2 separate regions of the Mus musculus genome follow, and region 1 is linked to region 2. A link is a contact called in public promoter capture Hi-C data. All regions are on one chromosome and are shown on one strand. The core of a region is the stretch at or near the end of the contact, and the rest is flanking DNA. Distances in the headings are between cores, read along the strand shown. Region 1 overlaps Akap13 (A kinase (PRKA) anchor protein 13). Region 2 overlaps Gm46017 (a long non-coding RNA gene).

Region 1 (3,188 bases), core at 405-2,904, 270 kb after region 2:
TTGTTTGTTTTTTGTTATTTGTTTTTCTAATAGAAGATGTAGAGAAGTAGGGAGATCCTGGGAAGAATTAGGAAAGAGGTAGGGAAAAAAGATCAAAATATATTAATTTTTTTCAATTTAAAAAAAAAAAAAGTACTCTCTTTCCCCTGACTAAGCCTTTCAGGCACTCGTTGTGAAAGCTAATAGAAATACAGCCAATAAGTTTTACTAACTGTGTTGGCTTTCCGTGTGGTAACAAATTACCTGCTATAGTCGTCTCTTTAAGAAGGAATCGATTTCAGAGGTTTCAGCCTATGTTCACCTAGTATTGTTGCTTTGGGGCTGTGGTAGTAAAGTGCCCCATGGCAGAGCACCTACTGGAGGGGAAGCAGAGAGAGGGGCTGGGGCTTCATAACCCCCTTCAAGGGCACACACCCCATAAGTTCTCTCCAGGAGGCTCCCCGCCAAGTGTAGGGAGCAAGCACAAGGACCTTTGAGAGTGAGTGCATTTACTATCCTAGCTGTGATGCCAGGTTTTGTAAATAAAGTATCTTTTACCACAAAACTCTTACACCAAATCTGCTTTTTCACCATTTTTCCTACCAAGTATAGGATGAAAATACAGTCTACTAAATCATTTCTAGCCTAATTGTGTGTTTTATTGGATCCATTCTAGTTTGAGAAAAAAATATATATATATGAATGAATATGAAGCCAGGAGGAGGGGATGCATACTGTATTCCACATACTGGCAGTAGCAGAACCTGCATGTTTCCTTTGGCTTCCTTCGTCTATAGTTGCTATCAACACAAGAAAATTCCCTTGGGAAAACCGAACCATGTATTATTGAATGGCTTCTTTGCTTAGTGGCCTGTAATTCTCAGTTAACCTTGAAAATGTCATGGTTAGGTTTGGATGAATTCAAAATGTTTCTGTTATTTTTTTTTTATTTTGCTTTTAAACTGGAACCTTATCCAAACATACACACACATAATTATAAGGCCAACAAGTCAGTAGAGACTACCTCTGACCACCTCTCCCAATGAATGGTAGATTCAACAGTGAGATTGCTGAGGGGGCAGGTAATACAGACAGAAAAAAAAGATAATGTGGAATCAGACTTAGAAACTGGAACGTCATCTTTAAAACAGAATCTCACCCAACTTCCGTACTCTATAGACTGTGTTTCAAGTAGCAAGTCTAGATAATGGTCTGGCAGAGCTACGTGAGGTCTGGCTTCCCACACATGTTGCCTGTCATCGTGTGCTTATTTTTCAGCAAAATCCACTACTAAGTAGTTCTTTTTCATTTGTCTTTAATATTTTTTCACTTCAAATGACTACCATTAGGTAAGAGGCAGGTGATGAGATGGGACAGGAAAATAGGCTACCTGTGTTCGAGTCAGGTCTGTCATCACCGTTAAAGAACCAGTTGACTTCTTGCCTCCATTCCTCTCTGTCGACAAAATGACAACACTCTTTTGCAATTGACATGGTTCCTCTTTCTGACTTGGCTTCAAGATTTGATCTTTGGGGGCTAAACTGTCTCCAGCAATAGAAACTCCAAAAATTGCAAATTCATAACTCTGCAGATTGCAGTACGGTTCCCTTTACTGTGTGTTTTCAAGTACCCCTGTGGCCAGGCATGTTAACCTGCCGTCTTTCCTGTGAGTGGAGGTTAGCTTACTGTTAAATAAGACTGTTATACAGCTGCTACAGAACACTGTGACCTTGTCAGTATAAGCAGAGGTAATGAGAGAGAATTAGTTGTGTGTCCACCCAATTATACAGATAAGTGAGTATCAGTCAACTCTTTTTCCTAACTATTGAATGATGTTTCCTATATTGTTTAAAAAAAAAAGTGATACCATAGATATTAACACTATTTTTTCTATAAAAATAATGAACTTTCACTTCTCTTACCCTGTTTAGGAGTTGGTTGTTTTCTCTTTTTCTTCAGTGCTGGAGATTGTAGGGCCTTGCACATATTGGGCCAGTAATGTAACCACTCAAGTGCTAAGATTATTAATTTTTAAATATGTGTTAATGAGACCATATAGTTATTCAGCTGCTAACCAATACATATGAGTTGTATCTGAATATAGTTAGGAAAGTCTCTCTGAGTAAACATAGTGTGTGTGTCTATGAGAAGACAATTATAAACTTGAGTTTGTTATCCCACATGTTAAGCTGTGACTGCCAACACTCTTTGGACTCTCTGAGTAGCCAAAGTTAGCTATTAGGCAGCAAATGTTTCACACTCCTAGACAATATGTGTTGCCCAATAGTGCCAAGTTTTTCTGTGTATAGTTTTTATTATATAAGGAATTTAGTTATCAGTCCTGCATACATAACCTTTGAGTCAGCTGTAACATGCAGACGTTGCAGATGTATAGACGGAATGCTTTTCAGAAGCTTAGGAGCCCTAAACAGGAAGCGTAAGAGGAAGATGGGCAGTTTCTCTTTTGTCGTATTGTCTTTGAGCAGTAGTTCTGTTTCCTGCTGAGTAAATTGTGTGTATTATACATGTATTAAGGTCCTTGGATACATACACACTGTTGCCTTCACGAAGAGAGTGGTCTTCACGCCACTGATTGTCTTTTTCTATTAAGCTCTCGTTTTTACAAGGACAGCTTCAAGACACAAGACACATTTTAAACCAGTTCCTAGTATGACTCAAAAGTTCTCTGACTAAAAAGGACTTTCTCGCCAGCTGATACCTTAGTTAACGTTATAGTGAGCCATTCAGACCCAATTCCGAGTTTCTGTGCCTTGTATATGAAAGAATTTCCCAAGATGCCTAATCACATTTGGTTTTCATGCTCACAGAATACCCTACCTTCTAAAAGGATAGGATTAAGAAAGTGAAAACCAAGTTTCTTGCATAGCACCCTAGTATTATTGTGCCCAGTCTCATCATTTTTAAATGTCATTGGATTCTTATTCCACAGTACAGTTAAAGCATGTTAGCAATAGTTAAATATAGACATATTAAATTTAAGAATAATAACCAATTACCATTTTACCATTGTCAACTTTTCTAAAATATCTTCTTATAAAACATTGCTAGCTGGCCGTGGTGGTGGCACACCTTTAATCCCAGCACTCAGGAGGCAGAGGCAGGCGGATTTCTGAGTTCGAGGCCAGCCTGGTCTACAAAGTGAGTTCCAGGACAGCCAGAGCTATACAGAGAAACCCTGTCTCAAAAAA
Region 2 (3,412 bases), core at 818-3,317:
CGAGTAGCTATCCATGAAACCTGAGAAACCATGAGACGATGCAAATCTTTCCTCTTTTTAAGTTGAGTTCCTAGGGTATTTTGGCACAGCAACGAAAGGCTCACTGCACACTACCTACCCTTCTAGTTTTGTCTTCTGTTCTTGTCTCAACACTTACCTATCTACATATTTGACAAACATTTATAGTGTACTAGGTCATATCTCAAGAATATTCTAAAGTGTGTGTATAGTCAGATTAATTTCTCATAAAAATGCATGCAACAAGTATAGATTATTATAGAAGTTATTCTACCCAATTTACAGATGAGAAAACAAGGCAGACAGTAGTGGAACTCAGACTTGACAGTACACTATTGCTCCAAAGTCTATGTCATACTCCACTTTCAACTTTTCTTTCTTTAATATATGAGATTTGGGGGAATGTCTTGTTTTATATTTTCAAGTCAGAGTCTAATTCTTTAGCCCAGGCTGACCTGGGATTCACTTTGTTGCAAGCTACCATAGTCATTCAAGTGCTGGGGTTACAGGCATGTGCCACAACATTCAGCTAGGAGATAGGATTTTGTATTTATGTGTGGTAGATACTCTACTCTGGTGATCTGTGTTAATCCTCACAACAAAGGTACAGAAAGGAGAACCAAGTCATAATAATTTATGCACTTCATTATCAGGTAATTCTATCAGTAATCAAGTGAGCTGCTGGGCGTGATTAGGCTCTTTGTTTTTTAATGGGATATTTCCTTTATTTACATTTCAAAAGTTATCCCCTTTCCCAGTCCCCCCCCCCCCCCCCGTTTACCCCCTATCTCATCCCTGCTCCGACTGCTCCACCCACTCCCATCTCCCTGCCCTGGCATTCCCCTACACCGGGGCATTGAGCCTTCACAGGACCAAGGGTCTCTTCTCCCATTAATACCCGACAAGGCCATCCTCTGCTACATATGAGGCTGGAGCCATGGGTCCCTCCATGTGTATTATCTCTAGTTCTCTTGCTTTACACTGGACCTGGGTTTATTTCCTAGTTCTTTGCTATATTGATGGCTTTGTGTATTCTCATAGCCTGAGTCAATTCTTGGAACCCAACCACCATGGCATCAAATATACCACAATCTCTACTCAAGAGGATCCTGGAACAATCTGCTGTCACTCAGAAGCATGAAATTTCCATCTTCAGTCTGCTCTGTGAGGCTACGTTCTCACTGCTTCAAATGGAGTCTTGATAATAATGGCTGTAGGAATATTTACTGTCTATTAAGTACTTTCTAATATGCCAACACTGTATACTATAACATTCCTAACCATTATCCCAGCCCTATAAGTGGATATCATTATTACTGTTTTACAGATGAGGAAACAGTCTCAAAGAGGCTAAATAACTTGATTATGAGGGGCTGGGACTATGACTCCCTTGGTAGAGTGGTTATATAACATGCACAAAGCCCCAGGGTCAATTCCCAGAACTATTTAAGCCACCTGTGGTAGTTCTTGCTTATAATTCCAACCCTCAAGATGTGGAGGTGGGGCAATCTGAAGTTCTAAGTTATTCTCAGCTACGAGCCAAGTTCAAGGCCACCCTGGGGTACAGGAGACGCTGTTTCAACTTGCCTGTGATGCACAATTCAAATATGCTGACTCCAAAATCCACACTCTTTCTGTTGCATCTTCCTGTTACTTATATTTGATATAAGACGGGCCTTTCCATGAACTTAAACACCTATAAGAGAGTGGAAGAGAATAAGCCTCAACTTGGGCCAATGAAGTATTTCTGTTTTTCTTTCTTCCTCTCTACTTCCTTGCTACCCTTCCTTCCTTCTTTTCTCTCTTCCTTCCTTCTATTCAGCCAAGAGAGATCACACAATGAAATAACAAATCTAGCAGAAGCACTAGGCTTGGCCTTCTGTCATTTTAAAAATCCGAGTTCCTCACATAAACAATTATGACTGCTGACAATAAAATCCCAACCCAGTGTGAATCAGCTCCGAGAAAAAGCCAAAGAGGGCAGGGCCGGGGCTCAGTGCTCTGAGTTAGCCCCAAAGTCATGAGTCATGGAAGTCTCAGAACACGCTCCCTGCCAAGTTAATTCCAGGCCAGCACTTGCTGAGGTACAGCTGGTTGTACAAACTCTGACTGACTGGACTGGAGTCCTGGGGAGAAAGGGCAGTGTAAGGAATTGAAGGGAGACAGACTGGGCTAGTCATTAGAATTATAGCCATTGCTCCAAAGCATGCCAGCACAGACACTCCTCAAGCCAGAGACTGAAAGCACCTGCCTGATGCAACCCCACCCTTTACCTAGGAATTCTAGGAAAGGTGTATATAGGGCATCCAGAAGAGAGACACAGATTTATTCTTTTCTCTTTCCTTTATTTCCTCTTCTTCTCTCTTGTACTTCATTTTCTCTCCCTCCCTCCTTTCTTTCTATTGAGACAGGGCCGCCTATATCCAGAATTGCTTCCACCTCTGGCCCACAATAATGCAAAACTTCTTATTTTTTTTAATGTTTTTCTTTTTTAAAAGATTACTTATTTATTTTATGTATGTGAATACATAGTCACTGTCTTCATACACACCAGAAGAGGGCATTGAATCCCATTACAGATGGCTGTGAGCCACCATGTGGTTGCTGGGATTTGAACTCAGGACCTCTGGAAGAGCAGTCAGTGCTCTTAACCACTGAACCATCTCTCCAGCCACCAATGCCAAACTTCTGATTCCCCTGCCTCTACCTCCTAATTGCTGGGAGAATAGGTGTACACCATCATGCTCTGTTTTATACAGAACTGGGAACTGAAAAACCAGGGCTTCCTGTATGCTAGGTAGGCATCCTACAAACCAAGCAACATCCTTAGAACCTACATTTTTTTTCATATTATTAAATACTACTTGTAATATAAACTGGCCAAACGACATTTATTAGTACATGCTATACTAACTACATGAGTTCTTAGAGACTTAAATCAAGTGATAAAATTTTCCTTTTTTTTTTTCCCTCAAGATCCAGGCATGTATGGTATACACTTTTAATCCCAGTACTTAGGAGGCAGAGGTAGATCTCTGTGAGTTCAAGACCATCGTGATCTACATAGTACACTCCATGACAGTTACAGCTACCGAATATAGTCTCAAACTTCCCCCAAACTCCTACCAAGGCTGAGTTCATCAGCATAGTGTTTGATTGGCATTTGATGAATCCCTGAATTTTATCTCTAACACTACAAAAAATTAATTTAAAAAAATGTGTCCTTGGTTACTGTTCTCCCTATCATTTCAGCTTGTTTGTCTGAACTTGAATGGAACGAGGGAACTTGGGCAAGTCACTATTATTGTGTGCTCCTCTCCCAGGTGTAGCCAGTCTCCCATGGGTCTCAATCATTTCTACTTCTTTTGTCCAAGAGGCAGAGACTGGGGATGTT

The links. Capture Hi-C pulls out chosen DNA fragments and counts their contacts.
Region 1: a contact with region 2 is called in a promoter capture Hi-C map of adipose tissue. The contact joins two enhancer-like sites. A contact is called at or near these places in 1 of 15 datasets of contacts at CTCF or cohesin (the NIH/3T3 cell line), 3 of 115 datasets of contacts at active chromatin or transcription factors (extraembryonic endoderm stem cells, large pre-B cells and pro-B cells) and 3 of 9 other capture datasets (adipose tissue, liver and pancreatic islet).

The regions. Positions count from the first base shown.
Region 1 is chr7:75,698,492-75,701,679 of GRCm38.p6, forward strand. All of the region lies in intron 16 of Akap13 (A kinase (PRKA) anchor protein 13), which reads left to right. Among named protein-coding and RNA genes, the nearest start is that of AU020206, 82 kb to the right of the region's middle. Within about 2 kb of position 1,655, at least 119 of the 459 cell types and tissues checked have an H3K27ac peak or open chromatin away from gene starts, as enhancers often do. A contact at or near this core is called in adipose tissue, where this site is marked.
Region 2 is chr7:75,425,469-75,428,880 of GRCm38.p6, forward strand. Gm46017 (a long non-coding RNA gene) reads right to left here. Exons shown (of 3, transcript XR_001778347.1): 3 at 1,612-1,714. Among named protein-coding and RNA genes, the nearest start is that of Gm46017, 10 kb to the right of the region's middle. Within about 2 kb of position 2,068, at least 88 of the 459 cell types and tissues checked have an H3K27ac peak or open chromatin away from gene starts, as enhancers often do. A contact at or near this core is called in adipose tissue, where this site is marked.